4 separate regions of the Mus musculus genome follow, and regions 1, 2 and 4 are each linked to region 3. The links are chromatin contacts, called in public ChIA-PET and Micro-C maps. All regions are on one chromosome and are shown on one strand. The core of a region is the stretch at or near the end of the contact, and the rest is flanking DNA. Distances in the headings are between cores, read along the strand shown. Region 1 holds the start of Psmb4 (proteasome (prosome, macropain) subunit, beta type 4). Region 2 holds the start of Pi4kb (phosphatidylinositol 4-kinase beta). Region 3 holds the start of Snx27 (sorting nexin family member 27). Region 4 overlaps Pogz (pogo transposable element with ZNF domain).

Region 1 (2,700 bases), core at 133-2,632, 300 kb after region 3:
CTTATCAAAATTCCAAGGGAAAGAGATTAACATTGCCTTCTCATTTCTATTTCTCTTCTCCCCATCGCTAGGCCCACTACTTACCTGAGCCAAGTATGCACCATAACCAGTGGCCAGTGAAGGGGCTTCATAAGCTACACCAAGCATGTCCACATAACCGAGGAAGCTAGAGGGACAAACACATCAAAGAACTGATCTAATCTTCCATTTCTTAGCTGTGTCCATTAGGTCTGAATTAAAAGATGGAAATTCTCTGGGGTCAAAGTGCCTGAGGGTGGGGAAGCAGGATAGCTCGGTGGTGAGGGCACTTGCCAGCATGCCCGATGACCCAAGTTTGATCTCTAGAATCCACAATGCAGAAGATGCATGCACACACAAACACACACACAGTACTACACAAGCACAAATACCAAAAGAAGTGTAAAGAACCATTCTGTTTAAAGACTGAAGAGACACTACATAGGTGCTAGGTTAGGCGGTCAAGGAAGTTATCAAATACCTTTCTCCGTCAGCATAGCCTCCAATGACCATGGTGTTCCACAGGGGATTCATCTTGGAGCGGCGGCTGTACATGGCTCTTGTCAACCATGAATGAATAGCTCTAGGGCTATAGCTGTGTCCATCTCCCAACAGCTCTTCATCAATCCTTAAATACAATTGAGAAAGCAATGATAACAGGTCAGGCTCCCCATCCCACTCCCTGTTCTACACACAATTCTACAATCCAAGACCACCCCCCCCAATACCAAAAAGTATTCCAAACATTCACAAATGTCTCAACAATTACCCAAAGTCTCAAGTCCCTCCATCCCGCCTACAGGAATAATAAACGGAAGGCTGTCCGCTCCACTTGGAGGCGACTTACACCATCTGGCCGAGAACTTGTTTCAAATACTGGAAATCAGCGTAGTCTCCCGAGGCACCCAGCATAGTGCTGTCGTTGACTCGCATAATACGAGAGATATTGCGGAAACGAGCCAGGGAGCCGTAGGAGCCCAGCATGTCTGCAGCAATCACCACTCCGCCGTCGAACTTCACCCCGAGTACCGATGTCCCGGTCACCATGGGGTTCCTGAATCGTGAAAAGGGTCCCTGAGCGCGAGGCCGGAGCCCCGATTGCTGGCGCCCGCGCATCAGAGGTCCCCGCATCCCGGCCCGCCGCCCATTCCCGGCGCGGTGAGAGCGCGACTCACTGGGTCCGAGTGATGGGACCCTCGCAGGGCGCCGACGCCGGGTCCATGAGGCCGCTGGGGGTGGCCGGGATGCGGTAAAACTGCCCTGGAGCCGGACCCCCGGCCCAGTGGCCAGCCCGTGACTCCCAAAACGCTTCCATCTTAGTCACCTCAGCCGACAGAAATGAAAGCGCTAGCGTCACCGGAAACGGAAGTGGTCCTTTGCCACGCCTCTCTTCTTCCTGCCTGCCTCTTCCATGGGTCAGGACTCCGGCTCTGTATTTATAAAGCCGTTTGAGGAGTCCTGGTCCAGAGTAGCCGCCAAGACTGACAGAAATGCACAAGGCCGCATCCCCGTATCCCACTGCAGTAGGGATGCCTAGATCCCAGTATTCTGACAATTCAGGAGGAGCAGGCCGTGTGGGACAAGCACCAGGACCTGTTACCATGTGCTTTTTGGATCAATATCAAAAACAAGGCTTGAAGAATCACTGGACCCAAGCTCTCTTACTGTTTTACTTCTCAGAGCCGGCCAATAGAGCAGGCATTATCAACTTATTTGATAGATAAGAAGCCGAAGCATAAGATACAGTGGTTTACCCCGTTACAGTCAATAAAAGGTAGAAAAGATACAAACCAAGGGGAGAGATGGCCCACGTTTATAGCACTGGGGTTCGAATCTAAGCACCCACGGGGTGGCTGACAATCACCTGTAACTCCTCTTCTAGCCCTGAGGGCACCAGGCACTTATGTGGTGAACAAGGGGGGGTGGGGGGGAGAGAAGAGGGAGAAAGAGAAAAATCTTAGTATTCAGAAGGCTGGAACAGAAGGAATGCCTCCAGTACAAGACCATTCTGGACTACACTCAGAGTCCAGGACAACCTGAACTACTGAGAGATCTTGTATTAAAAGAAAAAAGAATCCACAGTGAACTAGAGGCAGTGGAGGAATTCCCCTGCCCCCTCAAGATAGCATACAAAACAATAGGTTTCATTACAGCCTTTTCATCCTAGATGTCGTTTTACTCTACCCTCACTGGTGCCCATCTCAGTGCCTTCCCTGTCTTCCTGCTTCCTCCTCCCTGTCTAAGAAGACCCTTCGTGCTTCCACTGACACGTGTTCTATTACCTTCTAATCCTTCACCCGGGTCCCTAAAGAGCCTTTTCCTTATGAGCACCTTTCTACTTTCCTGACCTAATACACACATACAAACACACCTAGATTCCACATATGAGAGAATATTGATGTTGAAGTTCTGACCCAGAACAATTGGCTGAGGTGCATATTTAACATATTCAAGTCGACATAGCCTCCAGGTTCTCCCAGCATCCCTCAGTCCCTACCTGGCACAACCCACCCTTTACTCTGAACTTTTCCAGCCCAGGGGCCAGGATTCCCCTCCCCACAGAGGCTCTTTCCTATATAATCCAGACATTATTTGTCTGAATATTAATTTTGCCTAATATTCTCTTGTATTTCCTTCAGAGACTCTAGTGTATACAATCCTTTTTTAAAAAAGATTTATTTA
Region 2 (2,700 bases), core at 99-2,598, 390 kb after region 3:
TTATCTGCCTCCCAGTTAAATACGGAAGCAGGGGCATGGTTCACTCACCATTTGTCTGTTTCAATAACAGACATGTAGTACTATAACCCATACTTTCTTGATCCCCTCCCCCAAACCTTAGAAAATGTTATTACATCAGATACTACTGTTGTTAATGTAGTGCTATAATAATATTGTCAATATTATTATACAGAAGTTGAGGGTTAGTCCAGCTTGGGGGCATGTGGATATATTCCCACATGTTCCACAGGCCAGTGGCTTGAGCCAAGGAATATCACAAGCAGCCTGGGAAAAATAGACTGTCTCTAAAAAGGGAAAGAGGATAGGAAGGAAGCTAGAGAAGAAAGGGAAAGAAAAAAAAAGGAAACAAAGATCTCAAATCAGCTTATAAGTGCAATGAAGATGTCACCCAAGAGCTAGGCTCAACCCGTAGAATATTAAGAACCTACCCGCCTGCAGTGGTGGCACACGTCTTTAGGCGTAGCACTTGGGAAGCAGAGGTCGACAGATTTCTAAGTTCAAGGCCAGCCTGGTCTACACAGTGAGTTCCAGGACAGCCAGGGCTACACAGAGAAACCCTGTCAAACAAACCTACCCTTACAAGGGGCCTAAGATACTAAGAAAAGTCCCAGGAAAAGCGTTGGGACAGTGATTGTGGGGGGGGGGGGAGGGGTCTATGAGGCCTGTCTCACATGATTTTGTAGCCTTCGGAAAAGGAATAAGCCAAACTTTTGTCATTTCACTCACTTTTCCTAAGCTGGCTTGTCCAGCCTCTGTTAAGGCTTTGGCAGCTGGGGTGACCTTGGAAGCAGCACCTTGTCCCAGAGTGATGGTGCGAAACAGTGAAAGATTGAGGCGGTTGGACTGGGCCATTCCTGAAGCTATAGGGGCAAACTCATGGCATCATCCTTAAAGATGAGTAGGAAGAGGGAAATGAAGGTGATTGTACTCCTTTTTTCGTCCCTTCTCTTTCTTGTCTGTTTTCTGGCCCTCCTGCATGGGTCCTACCGGCTGACTTACGAAAGAAATCCCGTAGGATAGGAGAGGGAGAAAAAAGCCACTGGTGGCAGTTACGGTAACTCAGTGGTTTACGCAAATGAATAGTTTATATATAATTTGCATGTTCATACACTTTTGGAAGTACATAAAATATCGGTACCTCCACGTCCCTCCACTGATCTTACCCACGCTACTTCCCTCTCGGCTTCCTTAGTAAAGCCTGTCTCTTAGGCCCGCCCTCAAACACAGGGCCCGCCTTCCCCCGTAAGCCCCTCCTCCCTGCCCCCCCTCCCTAGCTTCCAAAAGCTCTTCCCCGCCCCCTTTTCCTTTCTGAACAGGCGTGAGTCGGGCAGCTCACTCGACTCAGATTACGATGGCATCAGTAGTGTCCTGACACCGGGAAGCAGGAAAGCAATCTCCCGGAAGAAAGGCTCGGGCCCAGGGGACTCTTACATCGGAACCCGCCAAGGAATTGTTATTTTGTGTCCTGCTAGTGGGGTCCGGTCCAACTTGAAGTTGCGTGAAGGCCCCTTCAGGCGGCGCCGCGGGCAGCCCCGCAGCCGGGGCCTGGAGCAGCCGCCGCGGCCGCTGTCAGGGAAGCGCAGGCGGCCAATGGAACCCGGGAGCGGCCGCTGCTGCTGAGGCGGCGGTGTCGGCAGTCCGACCCCGACCGCCTGCACCCCCTCCGCGAGGGTTCCCCGGAGGTAAGCGGCTCCTCCCCCGTGAGTCGCCTTTGCCTGTGTGTGTGTGTGGGGGGGTCCTTCTGCCACCCTGTCCCGCCCAGCCTACCGCGACCTGGGTTCGACTACAAAACTGCCCCCCTGGTGGCAGCTGCACCCCGAGGTCCTTCACCCTTTCCTCTCGGGCCCGGGGTAGTCTTCTCTGCTTTCTGGCTTCCTCTTCAGTTTAGCCCCTCCCTCTGCCCCGTGGATTCCACCTCCCCACCAGCAGGACACACACTTCGTACCTCTGTTGCCTCTGTTCCGTAACTATCTTCCTAAGTCGTGAACCTTTTCCACATTTGACCCCTTCTACAATATCATCCATGTTTGCCTTCCTCGCCGTTTGTGTTTCTGCTCACAAGCCTCTTCCATGGACTCCGCCTTTATCCCTTTTCCTATTTTGCCCCACTCTTCCGAGTCTGTGCAATCTCAGCACAGAGTTCTCATTTCCCTCAGCTACAGATTGTATCCCTCTCTTCTGCTTCCAATTCCATGACCTCACCATGACCCACTCCCCCAGCTCCTGACTTCCAAGAATTGCCTATTCCCTTCTCCTTAAAGGATCTCAGACTACTGTCATCATACCCAGATACCATCCACTTTGACCTTAGTCCTCAACCCCTCTCTAGGGTGCCTGATGATACCTGAAGCTGTCTTTGGCTTCTCTTTCCCCTTTCTCAATCTCCAGCCCTCTGGAGGGCTTCCCGTAGGAGAAAGCTCTGCCGTGAACACCCCTACAGATAGTGATTTCCAACTTTTGACATTCTCTCCAGGGATTTCCAACTTTTGACATTCTCTCCAGGATTCGGCTGATGTTTGTCTCCCTCGGCTCTGTTTTCCCTGTGGTCTTTAAGTGTTCTCTATCATGCCTTTTATCTCCACATATGATTTCAGATCAGCTAAAGCTTGAACTAAGAAGATGTGAGAGGATGGGGAGCCACAGTTGTCTCAAGCTTTTCTGGACAGATGTGTGTTTCTG
Region 3 (2,700 bases), core at 150-2,649:
GCTTTAAGGGATGTGGTGGTGACAAGTGAGCCTGAACAAGTTCGATGAAGGAAGACTGCAGCAGAAGGTGGGTTGCAACAGCAGAAGGGGCCTTAAAAAGAGAAGGGAAAGCTACGTCGAGAAATTTAAAGTGTAGGATTGCAATAGCACAGAGCAGGAGGAAAACGGAGCGGGCAAAGACCTAAGTCGACTGCAGTCTGAGGGAAGCAGGAGCTAGGAGCACTATTAAACCGAACTCCAAGGTGTGAGGAGTGGTGCACGTGGGAAGTCGGGGAGCCAGAAAAGGCTGTACTCAAAAGCAATGTAGCCATGGAGAAGCTAGCCTGAAAATCAGGTTGCAACCCCTCCCCCAAAAACGCATGTGATAAGGTATACTCGAGATGGTGTGACTACAAAGAAGAAGAGGGGAGAAAAGGCCAAACGGTGGATGCAAAAATGTCGGTGTGCTTTTATCATAACGGGGAATAACTAAGGAAAGTGGGTGGAGGGTTAAGGTGGGGAGAAATGATGCCTCCAGAGGAAAATGAGCTGACCACAGGTCCTATCAGGTCTAGAGGGCAGAAGGGACAGTCCACAAGGTCTGAGGGGAGTGGCAGCGACCAGGAAACTATGATGCTAAAGATGAAAAGTTGGGGAGGACACAGTACTGGCTAGGTCGAAAGGAGACTCCCTCAGTAAGGGGCAGAAAGAGGCATGCTATAGAAGAAGGCAAACGGGTTGAGAGCAGCCAAAGGCATGGGAGCAGCAGGGAGAGCACAAACTGGAGACGCCAGGAAAGCAGGAGGCTCCAAGCCGGGCCGCGAAGGCCCGCGGGGGGCGAGGGTCGCGGCAGGCTCTCGAGCTAAGAGAGGTGCGGCCTGGGTGACAGGGTGCGGGGCCAGGACAGGCGAAGGATAGGAGGACGGGGCGTGGCGGCAGCGATACTCACACCTCCAGGATGCGGTCCCCTTTGCGCACCCCGGCCCGGTCGGCCGCCCCCCCGGGCAGCACGGCGCTCACATGCTGCAGCGGCGCGTACAGCTCCCCGTTGATGCTCCGCAGTTGCCCGCCCTCGCTCACTTGGCCCCGCACGTTGAAGCCGTAGCCGGATTCGGACTTGACAATGCGCACGACCCGCGGGCCGCCGCCTCCCCCGCCACCGTTCCCGGCGCAGTGGAGCCCAGACCCCCCGCCGCCGCCTCCATTCCGGTGCGGGGCTGAGGGGTGAATACCTTCCCCGTCCTCGTCCGCCATCTTGCGAGCAAGCGAGCGGTCCCCCGCCCCCCTACGCCTCCACTCCTCCGGCGCGCGCCCGCCCCCTCCGGCAGCCGCGCGACCCCGGCGCGCGCCCGCTCCGCCGACCGCTGGAGCTAGTGGGCCACCGCGCTGCGAGGGGGTGAGGAAAAGGGAGCAAGGCGGGAGAAGCAGACGGTTGGGCGCTGCAGGGCCTCCTGGGAGATGTAGTTCTGCAAATGGTGCATGACGCATCCGGGCTCAAAGCCTTCTGGGAGTTGTGGTTTATTGGGCTTTGGGCTCTGGTTAAGTTTCCTTGGTTGGATGATGAGAATCTTTTTTTGTTTTGTTTTTTCGAGACAGGGTTTCCCTTTGTAGCCCTTGCTGTCCTGAACTGGCTCTGTAAAGCAGGCCGACCTCAAACTCAGAGATCCACCTGCCTCTGCCTCCTGATTGCTGGGATTATGCCCGACCACTAGTTGGTGATTCATTGCAATCTTGAATCGGTTATTCATTTGTATATTCATGTTGGACAAAGCCCCAGCAATCAAGTGATACAACCAGATCGTGAATTCGGTTCCTTATTTCAAGTATTAGGATACGGAACTTTAGTGTTACCAAAGTCAAGCAGCAATTATGTAACAGCATTTAAAGCTCAGCTGTTTTTGCGCAACTTTCTTTTCCATGTTATTGCAACTTCACGGCTATATACAGACATACAAAAAAGCATGTGTGGAGGAAAACAACAGCTTCCATGATTTAGAACTGGATATTAAAGTGGTCAATAATTTTAATTTAGCAAGAGTTTTGAAGTTGCTTTTATCTTGTTTATTTCATTTCTTCCAATAGCACAAGAGAATTCTTAGAAAGCATGCAGTTGGTGTTTTTGGCGATCTGGCAGGATATAAACTTGATAGAGCTGGGTGCCTGGTGACAGCAAGTAATGACAGAAATAATGCACATAGCAATCTACGCCATCACTGCTCCACTTTGGTATTTGATTTCCCCCTACTGATAAGGTCACTAGTTAATCCATTCCTGTTTAGTAGATGTTGTAGAATACACAAGATTCCACAAAGCAAAGACAAAGGAAACAGTATCAGCCTCCTCAGGTATTCTCAGTTCTTCCCCACCAAGCACCATGTAGATAAAGAGCTCTGATGAGTGATGTTCCCCTAAGGTATCAGAGCCTAAGACACACAACTTGGAAAGGTTGCCATTCTGTACAAAGGAATACAGTAGACTTGCTCTTTGTCCTGAGGGGGACATTACTTCATCTCCCAAAGTGACATATTAACACAACCCCCCAACCGGAGAAATAACCTGGAGATAACGAGCCAGGAGTCTTCCTTCTTGGCATCCAGCAGAAGAAGAGGAGAAGCACCAAGAACTACCTTTCTCAACATGACTATGTACCAAGTCTTTACATCTAGAACTTATTAACGCTTTACAGCACTAGCCCAGTCCCTGCTTGGTAGATGAGGTTAC
Region 4 (2,700 bases), core at 136-2,635, 270 kb after region 3:
GTATACATATGGTGCTAATGCAGATTAAAAAGTAAATCTTCTAAAAATGTATTTAGGTGGGAAAGGGTTTATTTCAGGCTACAATTCCAGGTTATAGTGTATCTATCATTGCAGGTAAGTCAGGGCAGGAACTTAAAACAGCTAGTTACATCATTTCCACAGTCAAGAACAGAAAAGAAGGGCTGGAGAGATGGCTCAGCGGTTAAGAGTACTGACTGCTCTTTCAAAGGTCCTGAGTTCAAAACCCAGCAACAACATGGTGGCTCACAACCACATGACATCTGACACCCTCTTCTGGTGTGTCTGAAGATAGCTATAATATAATAATAAGATATAATAAATCTTTTAAAAGAATAGAAAAGAAATAGATATATACATGCTCACCTGCTTGCTTGTGTTCGGATCAGTTTTTCTTTCCCTTTTTTAACATATATTTATTTCTATGTACATTGATGTCTTGCCTCCATGTATGTCTATGCAAGGGTACCAGATCCACTGGAACTGGAGTTTCAGACAGTTGTAAGCTGCCATGTGAGTGCTGAGAATTGAATCTGGTCTTGGAAGAGCCCTAACTCTTAACTGCTGTCAGTCAGTTTTTCTCAGCTTATACAGTTTAGCACTCTCTGTCTAGGAAATGGTGACACCCACAGTGATCTGGGTCAGTTAACTTAATTAATTAAAACAGTCAGGGGCTGGATAGATGACTCAGTAGTTAGGAACCAGAGGTCTGGGGTTCAATTACCAGCGTCCACAATGAGGCTCAAAACAATCTATAACTAATTCTAGGGGCATCTGACACCTCTGGCCTCCAAGGGCTCAATGCAAACAAGTGATACACAGACATACATGTAGCCATTTAAATTATCTAATATTTATACCTGTAAAGAGACAGGAGGCATAAACTAGCAGGAGTTAAAAGCCTGCTACCTCAGTGAGGGAACTTTGTTTTCTGAACTATACACAAACTATCTATTTACAAGCCTGATTCTACAACTAAATTACTAGCTCTTTAGCAGTCACTTTCTATCTGTGTCATTGTACCTAACTAGTCTAGTCTACCTTTCTCTTGAGCTCTTTGAAACCCAAGAGGACTCCTTAGCTTTCTTTCCTAGAATATTATTTTACCAGTGGCCTGCAGCTGTTTCTCTGTTGTTCCTACAAACCTAAAGAGGAAATTCTTATCTCTTACCTGGAGCTCTTTTCCTAAAGGCTCTTCTAAGCGGAGAAAGAGGGGGGGGGGGAAGGGGTGGCAGGCGGGCAAGAGAGCTCTATTAAAGGTCCAATTGCTTATAAAAGAAACTTCACCCTTGGCAGGCTGAACCATGTCACTAGCTTAGTGTGGCAAGCCACAGTAGGGGACAAACCACTTCCTGTCTTGGTGGGGTAGCTCTAGGCCATCTAGCTGACTTTGCTTCAGATCATAGAGCCAAGACCACAAGACCTCTCTCTCCCAAGCAACTTGCTTTAAGATAGGCAGGTACTTTTCATTCTTTTGTGTTCTTGTCTGTAGAGGTTTTTTAGATGAATACTCAAACTGCACCGCTACAGGACACTTGTAACTAACTGTGTCTGACATGTAAATGCAGTATCTATTGAAGTTTTTATATTTTGCTAACAATTGGGTTTTCTATGTACAATAGTCAAATATCTTGTAACACAGGCAGGCAAACATACTCATATACATAAAATGAAATAAAAAAATAAAGTAAAAATGTTTCCCAGGACATATACATCGGCCAACCCAGTATAGCCAGTCCCTCACTGAGATTCTTCTCATGATTCTAGTGTGTAGTGATGACAAAACTGTGAAGTCAAGGTTTGGCATTAAGGGCAGGCTGGTGTACATAGTTCTAGGACATTCAGGGCTACATAGAGACATCCTGTCTCAGAAAAACCAAAACAATAACAACCAGTGAGTCAGACATGAACTTGAGAGGCAGAAATAGTTATGTTTCTGTGAGTTCAAGGCTAGCATGGTCCACCAATCGATTTCAAGGGCTACATAGTGAAACTCTATCTCAAAAACAAAGCAACACCAACAAAAGACCCTAAACATCACGATCACTAACTAGACAGTTTTGTGTGTATGCTGGAGACCATTGCATATGCTGGCAAGCACTGTACCCAACACATTATTAGAAGAAGTATAAAATTAGCTTTTACAGTATTGGGCTTCATTGTGGAATTTTCCAAAAAAACATTTGTGTAAGAGTGTGTGTGTGTGTGTGTGAGAGAGAGAGAGAGAGAGAGAGAGAGAGAGAGAGAGAGAGAGAGAGAGAGTATGAGTGTGTGTGTGAGAGAGAAAGAGAGAGAGAGTGTGTGTGTGTGTGTGTGAGAGAGAGGGGGAGAGAGAGAGAGTGTGTGTGTGTGTGTGTGTGTGTGTGTGTGTGTGTGTGTGTGTGTATGTGTGTGTAAGGCAAGAGTTGATGTTAGGGATTTCCCTGTTGCTTTCCATAGACAAGACAAGGTCCTCACTGACCCTGAGCTGCTGTTTCGGGCAGTCTAGGCTGGCTGCTCAGTGAGGTGTCGGGATCAGCCTGTTTCCTCCCTTCCCGAGTGCTCTGATTTAAAGCACCTCACCACCACACCTAGTGGTTCATCTGTTTGCTTTTTTGTTTGGGGCTTTTGTTTTGTATGTTGGTTCTGGGGTCTGAACTCAGGTCCTTCCCATCTTCCTAGCTCCTCCCTGCTTGTCCCTTT

Evidence for each region. Hi-C and Micro-C count contacts between places; a contact is called where the count stands out from the background. ChIA-PET counts read pairs in DNA pulled down with a chosen protein or histone mark.
Region 1: an RNA polymerase II ChIA-PET map of memory CD8 T cells shows a contact between it and region 3, with 38 read pairs. The contact joins the promoter of Psmb4 here to the promoter of Snx27 in region 3. A contact is called at or near these places in 19 of 39 promoter capture datasets (the 3T3-L1 cell line, 3T3-L1-derived adipocytes, the C10 cell line and 11 more), 2 of 484 Hi-C or Micro-C datasets (CD4 T cells and embryonic stem cells), 4 of 115 datasets of contacts at active chromatin or transcription factors (astrocytes, effector CD8 T cells, embryonic stem cells and 1 more) and 2 of 9 other capture datasets (adipose tissue and liver).
Region 2: a contact with region 3 is called in a Micro-C map of embryonic stem cells, with 4 times the contacts expected there. The contact joins the promoter of Pi4kb here to the promoter of Snx27 in region 3. A contact is called at or near these places in 10 of 39 promoter capture datasets (the 3T3-L1 cell line, 3T3-L1-derived adipocytes, the C10 cell line and 7 more), 1 of 484 Hi-C or Micro-C datasets (embryonic stem cells) and 2 of 115 datasets of contacts at active chromatin or transcription factors (memory CD8 T cells and microglia).
Region 4: a contact with region 3 is called in an RNA polymerase II ChIA-PET map of memory CD8 T cells, with 10 read pairs. The contact joins the enhancer-like site here to the promoter of Snx27 in region 3. A contact is called at or near these places in 16 of 39 promoter capture datasets (the C10 cell line, the HPC-7 cell line, cranial neural crest and 10 more), 2 of 484 Hi-C or Micro-C datasets (embryonic retina and stem cell-derived neurons), 2 of 115 datasets of contacts at active chromatin or transcription factors (effector CD8 T cells and memory CD8 T cells) and 2 of 9 other capture datasets (liver and pancreatic islet).

Annotation. Positions count from the first base shown.
Region 1 is chr3:94,885,576-94,888,275 of GRCm38.p6, forward strand. Psmb4 (proteasome (prosome, macropain) subunit, beta type 4) reads right to left here and starts at 1,383. Exons shown (of 7, transcript NM_008945.3): 1 at 1,194-1,383; 2 at 866-1,072; 3 at 500-646; 4 at 85-166. The coding sequence starts at 1,333.
Region 2 is chr3:94,973,383-94,976,082 of GRCm38.p6, forward strand. Pi4kb (phosphatidylinositol 4-kinase beta) reads left to right here and starts at 1,349. Exons shown (of 11, transcript NM_175356.3): 1 at 1,349-1,703. It overlaps B230398E01Rik (a long non-coding RNA gene), which reads right to left. Exons shown (of 4, transcript XR_003954666.1): 2 at 1,967-2,700.
Region 3 is chr3:94,581,317-94,584,016 of GRCm38.p6, forward strand. Snx27 (sorting nexin family member 27) reads right to left here and starts at 1,400. Exons shown (of 12, transcript NM_001082484.2): 1 at 929-1,400. The coding sequence starts at 1,233.
Region 4 is chr3:94,850,551-94,853,250 of GRCm38.p6, forward strand. All of the region lies in intron 1 of Pogz (pogo transposable element with ZNF domain), which reads left to right. Among named protein-coding and RNA genes, the nearest start is that of Pogz, 14 kb to the left of the region's middle. Within about 2 kb of position 1,386, at least 79 of the 459 cell types and tissues checked have an H3K27ac peak or open chromatin away from gene starts, as enhancers often do. A contact at or near this core is called in the HPC-7 cell line, effector CD8 T cells and memory CD8 T cells, where this site is marked.